Linked DNA regions of Gossypium hirsutum: region 2 is linked to region 1. The links are chromatin contacts, called in public Hi-C maps. All regions are on one chromosome and are shown on one strand. The core of a region is the stretch at or near the end of the contact, and the rest is flanking DNA. Distances in the headings are between cores, read along the strand shown.

The links. Hi-C and Micro-C count contacts between places; a contact is called where the count stands out from the background.
Region 2: a contact with region 1 is called in a Hi-C map of leaf, with 2.4 times the contacts expected there. The contact joins the enhancer-like site here to the promoter of LOC107897649 in region 1. A contact is called at or near these places in 6 of 34 Hi-C or Micro-C datasets (fibers, leaf and seedling).

Annotation. Positions count from the first base shown.
Region 1 is chrA10:23,720,831-23,728,110 of Gossypium_hirsutum_v2.1, reverse strand. It overlaps LOC107897649, which reads left to right and starts at 4,330. Exons shown (of 9, transcript XM_016823166.2): 1 at 4,330-5,030; 2 at 5,129-5,197; 3 at 5,564-5,620; 4 at 5,704-5,746; 5 at 5,934-6,017; 6 at 6,201-6,428; 7 at 6,551-6,593; 8 at 6,714-6,792; 9 at 6,881-7,280. The coding sequence starts at 4,752. The coding sequence ends at 6,973.
Region 2 is chrA10:23,866,719-23,874,146 of Gossypium_hirsutum_v2.1, reverse strand. No RefSeq gene overlaps it. Among protein-coding and RNA genes, the nearest start is that of LOC107897651, 4.8 kb to the left of the region's middle. Within about 2 kb of position 5,301, at least 1 of the 9 cell types and tissues checked has an H3K27ac peak or open chromatin away from gene starts, as enhancers often do. A contact at or near this core is called in leaf, where this site is marked.

The DNA of each region.
Region 1 (7,280 bases), core at 3,081-5,580:
ACGAAACTTAAAAATCGATCACTAATCCAATTTGAGTACCTCTATAGGATAAAACCTCAACAGAAAACTGAAAAGTAATGACAGCAAGTGATTAAGTTCAGTAGTTGATAAACCGTTATATATGCATATTTTTACCCCATGCTTGACATATTTATGGATGATTTTTCTTTAGTTTTTGTGAATTTGATGTTCCTAATCATTTAATTTCATGTTTTATACTAAGGATAACCTAGAATAGCAAAAAGAGCAAGAAACGGGCCAAAAACGGACAAATTACATACACCCATGTAAGGCACACGGGAAGACCACACGCCCGTGTGTCATAGTCGTGTCGACTAGAAACCAACTCAGAATTACACACGGCTTGAGCGCTTGCACACGGGCGAGGCACACGGCCATGTCCCTGTTGAGCCCAAGTCTAGTTCTACTCGGAAAAGAGCACTTTTAAGGGTTTTAAAGCATTCTAAAGCCTATATAAACACCCTAGAAGAGGATTAAAGGGGGCACGGGGAGTAGAAGGCAGAAAATACCTAAGGAAAGCCATCGGAATCACCTCGGAGGTAAGACTAAAGACCTCCACTCAATCTCCTAGGAGTTCTTTGAGTTTCTTTATGTTTTGTTCTTTTCCATACTTTGGGATGTTTCCGATTATTATTATGAACTAAACTCCCTAAAATACCTAAGGGAGATGAAACCTAAGACGAATCTTATTACTCTTTGATTTATATGATAAATACTTGTTCTTATTCTTAATTGTGAGTCTTAATTCTTGCTTTAATATTCCAGGATATTAATTTAGGTTTTTGATGTGCTTATTCAATGGAGCAAAAGTCCCTGTTTAAGAGTAAATCATTCATAATTAAGCGGAGTTGCATGCAATCCTAGAGATAGGACGACATAAATCTGCCGGATTAGAGTCAAATCTAATAAGGGAATCCATAGATCGAGTTAATACGACAATAGGGGTTTTAATTAGAAAGAGATTTTAATTAATCAACCTAGAGTCAGTTATTTTTAGTCTCGAAAGGGATATTAACATAAATCATGGATTTTTACGGAATAATTCAAGTGAATAAATCATCTAAGTCAAAGGTAATAGGTGAAGTCTAGGTGGATTCTTTCTTGGGTATTGTCTTCTCCATTGGTTTTTCTAAAGTATTTTCCAACTTTCATCTCTGCCGTAATCTTAGAAAATTAGTTTAGTTTAAAAACACCCTTTAATTCTTAGCCTAGATAATAAAAAGATAGTAATTACTAGTACTTTTAGTCTTCGTGGATACGATATTTTCGGTCTCACCATAACTATACTACTGTTCGATAGGTGCGCTTGCCTTAAGTCAGATTTTTAGTCAGTTTAGCGACCATCAGTAGTTCTTCATACAAAATTATTGACTCTAGAGATATAGTAATATGGAGAAGACAAATTTGTTTCAAGCATCGACAAAACCAAAAGTGCCCCTTGTTTCAAAGAGAGGAGGACGAGTTATTCACATTCCATTTGATGGTCAAAGGTGAATTGAAAGCTAAGCAGTGATAATTTTAAAGATTCCCTGGGGGAAAAAATAGAGATGTCTCCTACATTACCCATAATATGTGGAAGTATCAACATAATTTCATAGAGTCATTCGGTCTGAATGCTACATGAAGAACATAAGCTAGATGACAGAATAGGAAGACCTAGGATGTAGAAGATCATAACAAGAGTGGTTTGACAGATTTAGATTTCTATATATCCACTCATTTGGTACTTCATTGTACAACATATATGAATATATATATATAAGAATTATACAAATCCATCTATATAGATATCATCATCTACATCCAGAAAGCTGTTTGCTTTGGAAGAAGCTTGTACAATTTGGGAAGGGGTTATGACTGATCGATCAGAAAGAAGAATCTACTTCAACTGATATGCCCTTAGGCACGACCATACATAACATAAAAATCACACTTGGAAGAGGTGGACAATTAGCTGGAGCAGTAGATGCTGTTACGAAACTGATTACAAAGGAGAAGAGATAAACCATATTAAAATTACATTTTGGGGAGGTCCGTTTGATATCCAAAACTTGCTCAGCAATAGTCAGACAGGTGGGGATTGTTGGGGTGAACCGGAAAAGTTTGGATAGAGTTGGATCTAAATGTTGGCTAAGTAAGCGTCTTATAGTAAGAGGAGTAGTCATGAACCCTATAGAGCATCCCCATGGGGTAAAGGGAGGCTCCAATTGGTAGAAAAAAAACCCGCAACCCTTTGGAGTTTTCCTGCACTTGGAAGAAGAAGTAAAAAAATGAATAAATATAGTGATAATTTGATTCTTTGTCGACAAAGTAAATAGGAGAAATTATTTCTTTCTTCGTCTTTACAAAAACAAAAAAATATATTTTTAAAGTAAAAAAAAATGAAATCGGCACGGAAATTCAACCTACACATGGTGGATTCACAATCCACTGCCTTGATCCACTTAGCTACATCTACCCCTACAATTACTATACTCTATGGTAATTTTTTTTACTTGTTTAAATATTTCAAATACATTTGCAAAAATTTCTATATCTATCAGTCATTTTTTTTATCTTATTTATGAGGTGCAATATATAGAAAATTCCAATTTCTACGTTTTATTTTTACCCTAAAATCCAAACTTTACAAAAGCTTGGTAAGACATGAAGGAAAACAGCTATATCCAGACAGAAAAGTTATAGATCAACTCTGAGTTGGAAGGCACCCACTATATTAGAATAAATTCCCCAAAAAACATGCTTCTTTTTGAAAAAAAAATTATTTATCTGTAGATTAACATATTTATTTAATGTCTTCAATCAAATCTTGCCTCCAATTCAACAGTTATGTCTCCATAATTATAATAAATCAACAAGTTATGTCGTTTTCTTCTCCTTCCTTGGCTCCTCATTTCCTTTTTATTTTTTATTATTATTTGACTAAATTATACTTTTTAAGAGATAAATTATATGGTTGTGAATCAATTATTATAAATGATTGATTTTTTAATTAATATAATAATAATTTTATTCTTAATATTTACGTATTATATAATTTTAATTATAATTTTAAAATATTTAACACTCAATCTTTACATGTGATGTTAATTTAATTCTGGTTCTAAAAAATTTTAAAAAAATTATAAAATTATAAAAATTTAAAAATTATAATAAATTAAAAAACACATAAAAATTACTAAGTTATAGAAAACCTTTAACTTTTGCAACTTCGGCTCATGACTTTCCTCATAACCGAAGCCTTCATCCTTTCCATTCATCAACTAAAAATAGATAGTAAGTAAATAATAGGTGAGTTAGCATTTTAAAAGATGCAAATTCCAATGTATTTAAACACATTCTTTTTATTTAAGGGCGAGAAAGTATTGTTGGCTAGAAATAAACTTTTCTTTTCCCTTTTTTCATATTCAAACAATTTTCATGACTTGGATGAGTTTTTTTAATGTGAGGTTCTAAAACCTGATAAAAAAATACATGGCGAAGTTAGAACAATTTTTTAGGGGAGGATGAAATTCTAATTTTTTATAGTTTATATTTTTATAATTTGTAAAGGATTAAATCGAATTTTTATAATTTTAAAAGAGGCTAAAGTGTAATTTTATCTTTATTAATTCAATTTTTTTAAAAAATTATAAAGGCTTGGCTTTGCCCCTGAAACAACATGTCAGGTTCCTCTTTTTTCTTCTCTTCTTTTTTTTTATTTTTATTTATAAAATTTCTTAAAAACATTTCTCTTTATTTTTGTTTTTTTGGTTTTCAAATATGAATAAGTTTACTTTGATATTTTTTAAATTTTAAAAATTAATTAAATGTTAACGTGTCATCTATATTACAATCTATGTATATTAGCGTCAACAAAGTTAATAAATATTTAATTTTTTCATCTATTTTAGGGTAAGTTGACAAAAATTCAAATTCAATGACAAAAAGAGGTGAAAAAATTAAATGGGGAGTTAAAATGATTTTTATTTTTTATATATAAAGTTAGATTACTTTAAAAATTTATAATGAAGGTGTGATGATCAGGAAGGGAAAAAAACGGGTGAAAAGTTAGTTTGATGAACTAAGTTACCACAAAGTCAAGATAATGGTGTTATGATTTTAGATTCAGATGGAATCTACGTTGTTATCTGAAAATGCCTACTTCTCCTAATTTCTTCCACAATCAATTGCTTTGCGGAAGTGACATGATAGAACTATCGGTTTTAATGGGAGTGGATCAAATCTTGAACAGGGCCCAATTTGATATATTTACATATTGTTTTAGGTTGAGTAAAATGATTCATCAACCAATATGAAGCCCATGAAATGCTTCCAAGCTCCCCAATGGCCATGGCGGATACTACGATGCCATTTTAAGACCAACCAAAATCTATGTCTGTTTCTGAACCAAAGAGATAGAAACCAGCTAAAAAAGCAGACCACTAGAAACTTTGTCTTTATTCTCTTTTGCCTATCCATTCGCAGGCCACATGTTGGTTGTTTTGTCATAAAGAAAAATACCCAACACACTCTGACATTCTCAATTCTCACCCCATGTCTGAAATCCAAATCCAACCATTTATATGATTTATCTAATCCCCGTACTTTCAGTTTTTTTCTTCATATATAATATAGAAAAAGTGAAACAAAAAAAGGAAGCTAATAGAAAAGAGATTGGAGTGTGTGACTCTGTGTGTGTGTGTGTGTGAGAGAGAGAGAGAGAGACAGAGAGAGAGAGAGTTATAAAAATGTTGGCCAAAGAGTCGGGTGGTTCCACCTTCGATCTTCCCGAGGAATTATTGCAAGTATTACCCTCCGATCCTTTTGATCAACTCGATGTGGCCCGTAAGATCACCTCCATTGCTCTCTCCACCCGCGTGTCTTTACTCGAAGCCGAGTCTTCTTCTCTTCGAGACAAGCTCACCGAGAAAGACCAACAAATCGCCGACTTGTGTGCCCTGATCGATGCTCTCGAGACTTCTTTGTCTGAAACCTCGAATAAGCTCGTTAAGGCCGACCAAGAAAAGGTACGTTCCATCTGGTTTTCTGTCTTTAATTTGTTTCTTCCTTTTTTTTTTAGAATTTTAATGATTCAATTATCTTTCCTTTTTTTGTTCTTTGGTAGGAGAGCTTGTTGAAAGATAATGCTTCGCTTTCTAATACTGTAAGGAAGCTTCAGAGAGATGTTTCCAAGGTAAATTGTTAAATTGTTAATGGGGGGGGTTCACTAAATTGTTAATAGGACTTTTAAAATGTTGAAGATAATTTTATTTTTCATGCAAAATAAAGGGTTCACATTAAATTTTTATAACCAATGTGCATTCTTAGAATCCTGATAAGGGAAGGCATGAGCATTGCTTGATGATTTGGAATGTTTTCATCTTGTGTGTTATATGTATGTTGAATTTTGGAAATTTGAGTGTGCCCTTCAATTGATGTATCTGAACTACCAAGGGCTTGTGTGGTTTGAGCTAATTGGTGTTTTGGGGAAGTGGGAAGTAGTGTTGAGGGTTTTACTAGGCAATTTAGTCTGAGGTTCGACTGTTATGCGATTCTGCAGTTGGAGGTCTTTAGAAGGAAGCTTATGCAGTCACTTCAAGAGGACGATGAAAGTTCTGTAAGTAATTCCACTTCCAGGGATTCCCTTTTAGAATGATGCTTTGTAGATTTTTTACTTGCTAAATCTTGTTTTCCATACAGGCCACAGGGGGTCCTCCAATCATCGCGAAGCCAACACTGTCAGGTATGTTTTTCTTTTTCCTGTTCACTCAGTTGAACGCATTTGAACTTCATTTCTGTAGTGCATCTGTGATCTAGATTGAACATTCAGTGCACTATTAGAAGTTGTCATCCTTACAGTTCTTTGTCAGATGCTTACGCTGCTTGTCATTGCTTATGATGATAACCCTTGGTATCTTCCAACTTTCCAGAAGATGATTCTGCCTTGATTTCAAGAACTGCTTCAATGCGCAGCCAGTACTCTGATTCGGGTGCAGAGGATCGTGACTCAGATGGTACACTTCAGTCTTTGTTGGTTTTGCCATAGCTGTAGAATTTATACCTAAATATGTTTCTTTCCACACAGTGCACACTGAAGATCTTTCTGTTTCCATGATCGCTACTGAGAGCACTGAAATATTTTATTTTCCCCTTTTCTTCATATTGTCATCTATTTTCCTCACTGGGTACCATTATAGTGTCAGCCTCAAGGCCTGGCTTACCTCATGGCCTCCTGCTAGCATCACAAACAAGCACACCGCGGCTAACTCCTCCAGGTTCTCCACCAAGTGTGTCAGCTTCTGTATCCCCCACAAGGACATCTAAGCCAGTGTCTCCTAGGAGACATTCAGTTTCGTTTTCTACCTCAAGAGGCATGTTTGATGATAGGTCATCAATATCAAGCTCCGATTCTGGATCACAGTCTGGTTAGCTTCAAAACTGTTATTCTAAAATAAGAGCTGGATATGTAGTTCTGCAGTAACAAATTAAATGCAACTGTGTAGTATTTTAAATATCATTTCATGACTTCTTTCTGGATATGTTTCAGGTCGCACTCGGGTTGATGGGAAAGAATTCTTCCGTCAAGTCAGGTAAATACATCTGTATTGTGAAAACTTACAGTTGCGGAAACAGTAAGCTGTTGTGGTTGATGAACCCAATCATATAAGTTTGCCTAATTTCATATCTCACACCTGTTTTTTGTTCATCAGGAGCCGCTTGTCGTATGAGCAGTTTGGTGCGTTCCTGGCAAATGTTAAAGAACTAAACTCCCACAAACAAACGAGAGAAGTATGCGACTTCTTGACTAACTCGTCTTCTTTGTTTTATCTGTTTCACAGTGCCGCATTTTCATCTTGTTTATTTCTGACTTATGCAGGAGACTTTGAGGAAAGCAGAGGAGATTTTTGGCCCGGATAACAGAGATCTTTATGCAATATTTGAGGGTTTGATTAATCGCAATGTCCATTAAATCAGCTGAGTAGTCATCGGCTTCTCCACCTTGTGATTTATTTGGTAAATTTTTTGGTGTAAAGTTGTCCAATAAAGCCTGTATTGTGACACGTTCAGAAAAAAAAAACACTTAATGCTATTGTTTCTCTTGGCTATAAGTCTGTTCATCTGCTGTTCCATTGGTGAAAAAAATATCTACCTCAAAGATTACAACTCCAAACTTGTATGAATTAACTGAGTTAAACTCTGGGTTCGTAGTTAACCTCTTTAACCATTACGAAGATATTTAGTCTTTCTTTGTATCTCCCTCTAAGGATCATACTTTC
Region 2 (7,428 bases), core at 4,052-6,551, 150 kb before region 1:
TAAACGATAATGATAATTAATTCAATATTTTAAAATTAATACTATCTCTTTTACAATTATATAAGAAAATATTTAACATATAAATTAAAAAACAATTAGTCATATAACAAAAATCTTTAAAATTATTTTAAATAATAGTATTTATTTTTTTCATTTTTTGTGGCTTTTTTAAAAAACGCCGCTAAAGATTAAGCATTAGCGGCGTCTTCTAAAAAGCGCCGCTAAAGGTGTACATATAGCGGCTTTTTTTAAAAACGCCGCTAATACTTGATCTTTAGCGGTGTTTTTAAAAAAGCGCCGCTAAAGCCACTAAAGGCTCAATATGTTGTGTTAATTTTTTGCGGCGTTTTTGCTAATACTTGATCTTTAGCGGTTTTTTAAAAAGCGCCGCTAAAGCCACTAAAGGCTCAATATGTTGTGTTAATTTTTTGCGGCGTTAAAGATCAAGAATTAGCGGCGTTTTCTAAAAAGCGCCGCTAATACTCAATCTTTAGGGCGTTTTTGAAAAGCGCCGCTAATGCTCGTTCTTTAGTGGCATTTTTCATTCAAACGCCACTAAAAACGCCGCTAAAAACTTGTTTTGCTGTAGTGAAATGAGCCAGATATGAAAGGTGTAAGGACATTTGATAACTATTATAGATTAATCATACCATTGACATGCAATTGTATAAGTCATTTTGTTTTGGACTTGTGACATGAAAGATTAGGTCATGTTCATTACAAACGCCTACAATGTTCGGTATGACATAATGCTATAAAGTGATTGCCAAAGCTAGGGGAGCTATTTCCAAAGAGTATAAAAGTGATTACCAAAGCTAGGGGAGCCACTCCCAAAGTGTATAGAAATTGCATCAAGGGAAAGCAAAAATGTAAGCCACATCCCCAATTGCAACTAATACAAATAGTTGGACTCTTAGATGTATTGCAACACATACTATTGAATGAAGTATCTGTACTTTATCAAATGAACATTATTTTAAATCAACAGAATGCCAATTTGGTATCGTTACCCATATAAGTATCGATACTTATTTTCCCAAGGAATGGTACTTATAAATGTATTGATAAAATTGACTTATTTTCAAATTTTAAAATTGGCAGAATGTCAAAACGGTATTGATACGTGTGTATTTTAACTTGATTTTGAAACATCAAAATTAAAGATGGTATTAGTACCTGACTTGAGTATCGATACCCCTGTTCAAACTTTGAAAAGTTTTTAATTTGGCCTTTATTCATGCTTGGGTCAACTTTGGACTTTTCATAAGCTCGATTGAGTTCCGATTTTACTTGTATGATGTGTCATGATGCATTACTATTAAGAACTGATGATTAGAATGAATTACTATTGAGATTTGACTGTTGAATGCTCTATTAATAGTAGTAGCATCTCGTAACTCGAGTTTGACAATTAGGTCAAGTGACGGGTGTTACATTTAGTGGTATTAGAACAATAGTTTAATCAATTTTAGGACTGAACGTAGCGTGTATCAAGTCTAGAGAAGACATGTCATGATAACCTATGATAGTGTGATGCTTCTAATTCGATTTGACTTTGTTTTCTTATAGTTATAAAGATGTTGGCCGAATCAAACCATGTCATCTCTGATGAAGTAGATAGTAATGTTCCGACTTCCAATCAGGGAGCAAGTCACAGTATCCTCGTTCCAAAAATGCCCGAAAATGAGGTAAGAAATTTCTTATTTGGGATGATTAAAAAATGGTTTACTGAATTTATGAGAACTAATTCAATAACTTTGCAACCTTCGCCCCGTAATGTGCCACATGTGGTACCCCCTCATCCTCAGAATATGGAAAGTGTATGATGACCTTTGATTGACTAAATTAGAAAGTGTATGGCTAAAGAGTTTAGACGAAAAATGAAAGATGATTCGACCAGGGTTGAATACTAGCTAGAAAACACACAGAGAGTCTTCGATGAAATAGCCTATTCACCTAATAATTGCTTGAGATGTGTCGTGTTTTTGTTAAAAGATGAAGAGTATTAGTGGTGATCTACATTAATAGCCATTGTACTAAGAGATAGAGTTAACTGGGACTTTTTCCAATCTGAATTTTGGAAGAAATACATCAATAGATTGTATCTAGAAAGGAAAAAAAGAATTTCTCGAGCTGAAGTAGGGAAATAGATTTGTGGCTAAGTAAGAGCGAAATTTGTCCTGCTTAGAAAATAAATCAATGAGATTGTACCAATGAAAATCAAGATGTGTATTTTGAATCTGGACTAAACGATGAAACTCGAATGTTGCGAGAGCTTTGGAGTTGAGAGAGTTTGTAGTGTTATTTAAATAGGCTCAGAAAATAGAAAATATTTGTAATAAGAAGAAAAAAATGAGCTTCGGGACTCCGATAAACGAAACATGTCTAGACTATTTTCAACTCATCTATCAAAGAAATCGAGAGAAACTTTTAGGTTCTTCACCATTTCATCAGGGTTTACGGGAAGAAATAAGTTGAGATCGAGTAACTCGAGATTTCAAACTACCCAGGTAGAAAGTGTTGGCAGTGTTCGCAATGTGGATAGACCTATATGTGAGAATTGTGGTAAGACTTAGGATATTGAGTGGCGAGTTAAAAGTGGGGCTTATTTTAGATGTGGTTTTACCAATTATTTCTTGAAAAACTGCCCAAGAAAGTCAAGCGTTGCTGGCAATCAAACTGTTGGACTGATGCCTGCTCCTTAAAGAGATAGAGGGTCGAGACAGAGTCGTAATATCAGAATGACAGGAGGTGAGACTAAGGATTTGATTGTTAGATCTGAGGCTTGAGCGCCAGCCAGAACCTATGCTATCCGAGCCCGGGAGGAAACTTCTGCCCTAGATGTCATTGCTGGTACTTTCTCTCTCTTTGATGTTACTATATATGCATTTATTGACCTTGGGTCAAAACATTCATATATTTGCACTGCTTTAGTAACTAAAAAGAACATATATCAGTAGAACCGACTGAATTTGACATTAGGATAATGAATCCTTTGAGTCAGATTGTCAGAGTTAATATGTTATGTATGAAGTGTCGACTAAGAATTCGGGGATCTGAATTTCTTGGCGACTTGATGTTATTACCATTCCACGAGTTTGAAGTTATTTTAGGTATGGACTAGTTGACTTTACATGATGCTGTGGTGAATTGTAGGCAGAAATGGATTGTTTTGAGATGTCAGAATGGTGAATTGGTTACAGTTGAGTCTAACAAAACCGATTGTGTTACCAATGTTATATTAGCGATTTCTACTCAAAAACTAGTTAGAAAAGGTTGTGTAGTGTTTTTAGCTTATATCTTAGATACGCGAATATCAAAATCAAAGATTGATCAACTATCGATGGTTAATAAATTTACCAATGTGTTTCTAGAGGAATTGTCTAGGTTGCCACCGAAATAGAAGGTTGAATTTGCTATTGAGTTAATACCTAGAATTACCTCAATCTGAATTGCTTTATATAGAATAGCTTTGATTGAGCTAAAAGAATTAAAAGCACAATTGTAAATGTTGACTGACAGATGATTCATACAATCGAGAATGTCACCTTGGGGTGCACTAGTCCTATTTGTGAAAAAAGAAAGATGGGTCGATGAGGCTATTTATCGACTACAGGCAGCTAAACAAAGTCACTATAAAGAATAAGTATCCATTACCTGATATTGATGATTTATTCGACTAGTTGAAAGGAGTTACTGTATTTTTAAAAATTGATCTTCGATCTGGTTATTATTAGATACAACTTAAAGAGCTTGATGTATTGAAAACTACATCCATAACTCGTTACGGTCATTATGAATTTCTTGTGATACCTTTTGGTTTGAAAAATATTTTGACTGCATTTATGGACTTAATGAATAGGATATTTCAGCCATATTAAGATAGATTTGTTTTCATATTTATGAACTTAATGAATAGGATATTTCAAACATATTAAGATATATTTGTTTTCATAATTATCGACGATATTCTGATTTATTCGAGGAATGAAACTGAGCATGCTCACCATCTAAGAATTGTATTCTAGACTTTTGCGAGATAAATAGTTATACGCGAAGTTTAGTAAATGTAAACTCTAGCTCCGAGAGGTTGAATTTCTATGGTATCAGAGTTGATCTGAACAAAATCTCTACAATTGTGAATTGGAAGCCTTCAAGGAATGTTTCTATATTGTGTAGTTTTCTGGGTTTACCCGGATATTATAGATGATTCATAAAAGGATCTTCAATGATTATTTTACCAATAACAAAGTTGTTACGGAAAATTGTTGGTTTCATCTAGTTAGGAAGGTGCCAACAGAGTTTTGATTGCTTGAAAACATTGTTGACAGCTCTAGTTCCGATTCAGCCTAAATTTGAGAAAGAATTCATCGTTTATAGTGATGCTTCATTAAACGGATTAGGTTTCATGTTGATTCAAGACAGTAAAGTAATAGTTTATGCCTCTTAATAGTTGAAACCACACGAGAAAAACTGTCTACAACATGATTTGGAATTAGCAACTATTGTGTTTAATTTAAAGATTTGGCAACATTACTTCTACGGTGAGAAGTACCACATCATTACCGATCACAAAAGCCTAAAATACTTGATGAAATAGAAAGAGTTGAACCTGAGACAATGTAGATGGCTTGAACTATTGAAAGATTATGATATGGTCTGTAACGCCCCAAAAATTGGGCCTAGAAGAGTTGGACTTTGAGTCTGGGATTTGGATAGAAGAAAACCTGAATATTGAGAAGTTTTAAATATTACTAGTGTTTAAATATACATATATATATTGATAAAATATTTATGTTATTGCTAATATTTTAATTTTTATGAAAATTATTATCATTATAATTATTAGATACAAATATATTTATAAAATTATTGTTGTTAACTTAGTGTTTAAATTAAATTATTATTAGAAAATTTTGCTGTATCTTTTTTTATTGATTTATGAAAATTATAATTATTATTATTAGGAAAATATATATATATTATCGTATTTGAAATTTTCATTATTATGGTTATTATTATTATTATTTTAGTTTTTAAATAAATTTAGAAGTATTTAAAGTGCGAGAAAAATTCGGTCCAAGACTCTAGCAAAAATTATTATTTTTGTTTCTTTAGGGGATCTGGGCATTAAGGTTTATTAATAAGTTGGGCTAAAATTGGACATGAGGAGGAGTCTAGCCTAGTGGTTAGGCGTGTTAAGCAGTAGGAAGGGAACAGAGGTTTGATTCCCTGCATGCGCAAATGTGGGTTTTTATTTTAGAAAAACCAAGGGCTGTCGCAACTAGGCCTTATTAATTATTCAGGCTAATTCATGTCAGTATGCTAGGAGGGCGGAAGAGGTGCCTGGGTTCAAGGCACGGTGTGCGCAATTTGGGTGTTTTTTTTAATATGCAGATCGCGGCTAGAATAAGGGTTAAGAGGAGTTGCGAGTATAATTTAACATAAAAAGGGCCTATGGTGCAGTGGCAGTAGGGTGCTAGGAGTTTCACAAGGGTACGGGTTCGAGTCCAAGCGAAGGTATGTTTTAATATTATATTTTTAAAATGAACGGGACTTAGCTTCTGCTCCTTTTTGCTGTACGCTTTATTCTAATCTTATCTTATTTCTTTTGCTCATATTCTTTTCTATTTTTCCCAAAAGCTGAACAATTCTCTCATTTTCTATTTTCTTTCCTTCTCTCATCTCTTCCCCTCTTCTCTTTTCTTTCTCCTCTTGCCAATTTTCATCCTATCTTTTTGCCGAACCTAAATCCTTCATATTCTTCTTCTTCTTTTCTCTCATAAATCCTCAACAAAACTGGTTAGCCGAGTTTCCATTGAAGCCAAACCTCGTATCTTTTCTTCCAAAACCAAAATCTTACTATTTTGAGGTACTGCAAAGGCTGAACCCTTGGTTGATTATTTTCCCTTCTTGTGCGGTGGTTGGATCTACAATCGATTGGGAGTAGTGTCATAACGATATAGGTAAACGCTCGAATCTTTCTTTCGTTATTCATGAATTAAGGTAAAAGCTGAAAAACCCCTATATGCAAAGGGTGTCTGTTGATTGTACTCAAAGGGTTTAGTGGTGATATTTGATTTGTTTTCCTATAATGTGGATTAAAGGCAATTGATCGAAGGCTTGGATAATTGGAACGATTGAATCTGGATCTAGTTCATATTTCGGCAAAGGTAAGAACACTAGTGCCTAAAGTGTTAATGGTCGATCTTTGGTAAGGAGTTTTGCAAATAAGTTGCTATGGATTCATAGTTAACGTATTAGTAATTGATTGTAGGTAGTTTGTGTGTGGAACTCGTCAGCGTTTCGTCGCAAACAGGTGTGTAACTGTCACCCTTTCTTAGCCTAGATCGGCAAAAGCCGAAAAGCCGAAATGCCAAAAAACCGGTATTTTGTAGATTTACGAGTGTGCAAATGCTCGTGAGGTAAATTGATTAATATTTTTGGTAAGCTACAGTGTTTGGACTGCAAAGTGCATGATTTCTGTGCCCTCGATATTTTTGGGCTTAATGGGCCAAAATTGGAATAATGGGCCAACGAGCCCAATTCGGTAAGAACCCTCGGTAAGTGATTCTGTTAGTACGTGAAAGGTAGGAATATGCATGAAAAACCCTAAAATAGATAAATTACTGAAATACCTTTAAAAGTGGAAAATTTACAGTTTTACCCCTAGGTGCAAAATGACCGTTATACCCCTAGGGTTAATTTTGACTGAAATGCATGATATTCTGATTATGTTTGTTGTATGCCATGACATGTATATCTGTTGCATGGGGTTGGGTTTTGTTATGGAGGAAGAACCCGTTCTGGTGGCTGTGCCACATATTCTGATATAAGCAGCTTTCCTGCGGATTATAGTTAGTGCCGCAACTAGTGCTAACACTGTAAGTGTAGGGATGGCGTGGGTGATTTATTCCCCACAGGAAGTGTAGGGATGGACGGAGGCAAGTGCAGGGTTGGATGGGTATATCATGCATTAATCATATGAGACTGTATTGAAATGGGCCCAACTGTGTTAATATGGGCAAGGCCCAATATATCTCGACTTGTAATAGGGCTACGACCCAGATTGATACCGATATGGGCTAGGCCCAGTATACTCTGTTACTGTAAGGGGCTATGGCCCAAATTAATATTGATATGGGCTAAGACCCAGTTAACACTAAATTCTGAATAGGGCTTAGGCCCAGTAAAGCTTGGACTGATTTGGGCTCTAGTTGGGATACTTTACACACTGAGTTTCCAAACTCACCCCCTTTCTTAACCTTGCAGGTGAGCCTTGATGTGGGGGCTTGGAGCCGGAGGGGATTCAGAGTGGCCATGGTGATCGCTTTTGGGCTTTTGAAATAAGTGATTGGTTTTCTTAAGTTTACCTTATTTATTATTTATTTTTGGGTTGTAATAAGGCCGTTTTAACTTTATTTTCTT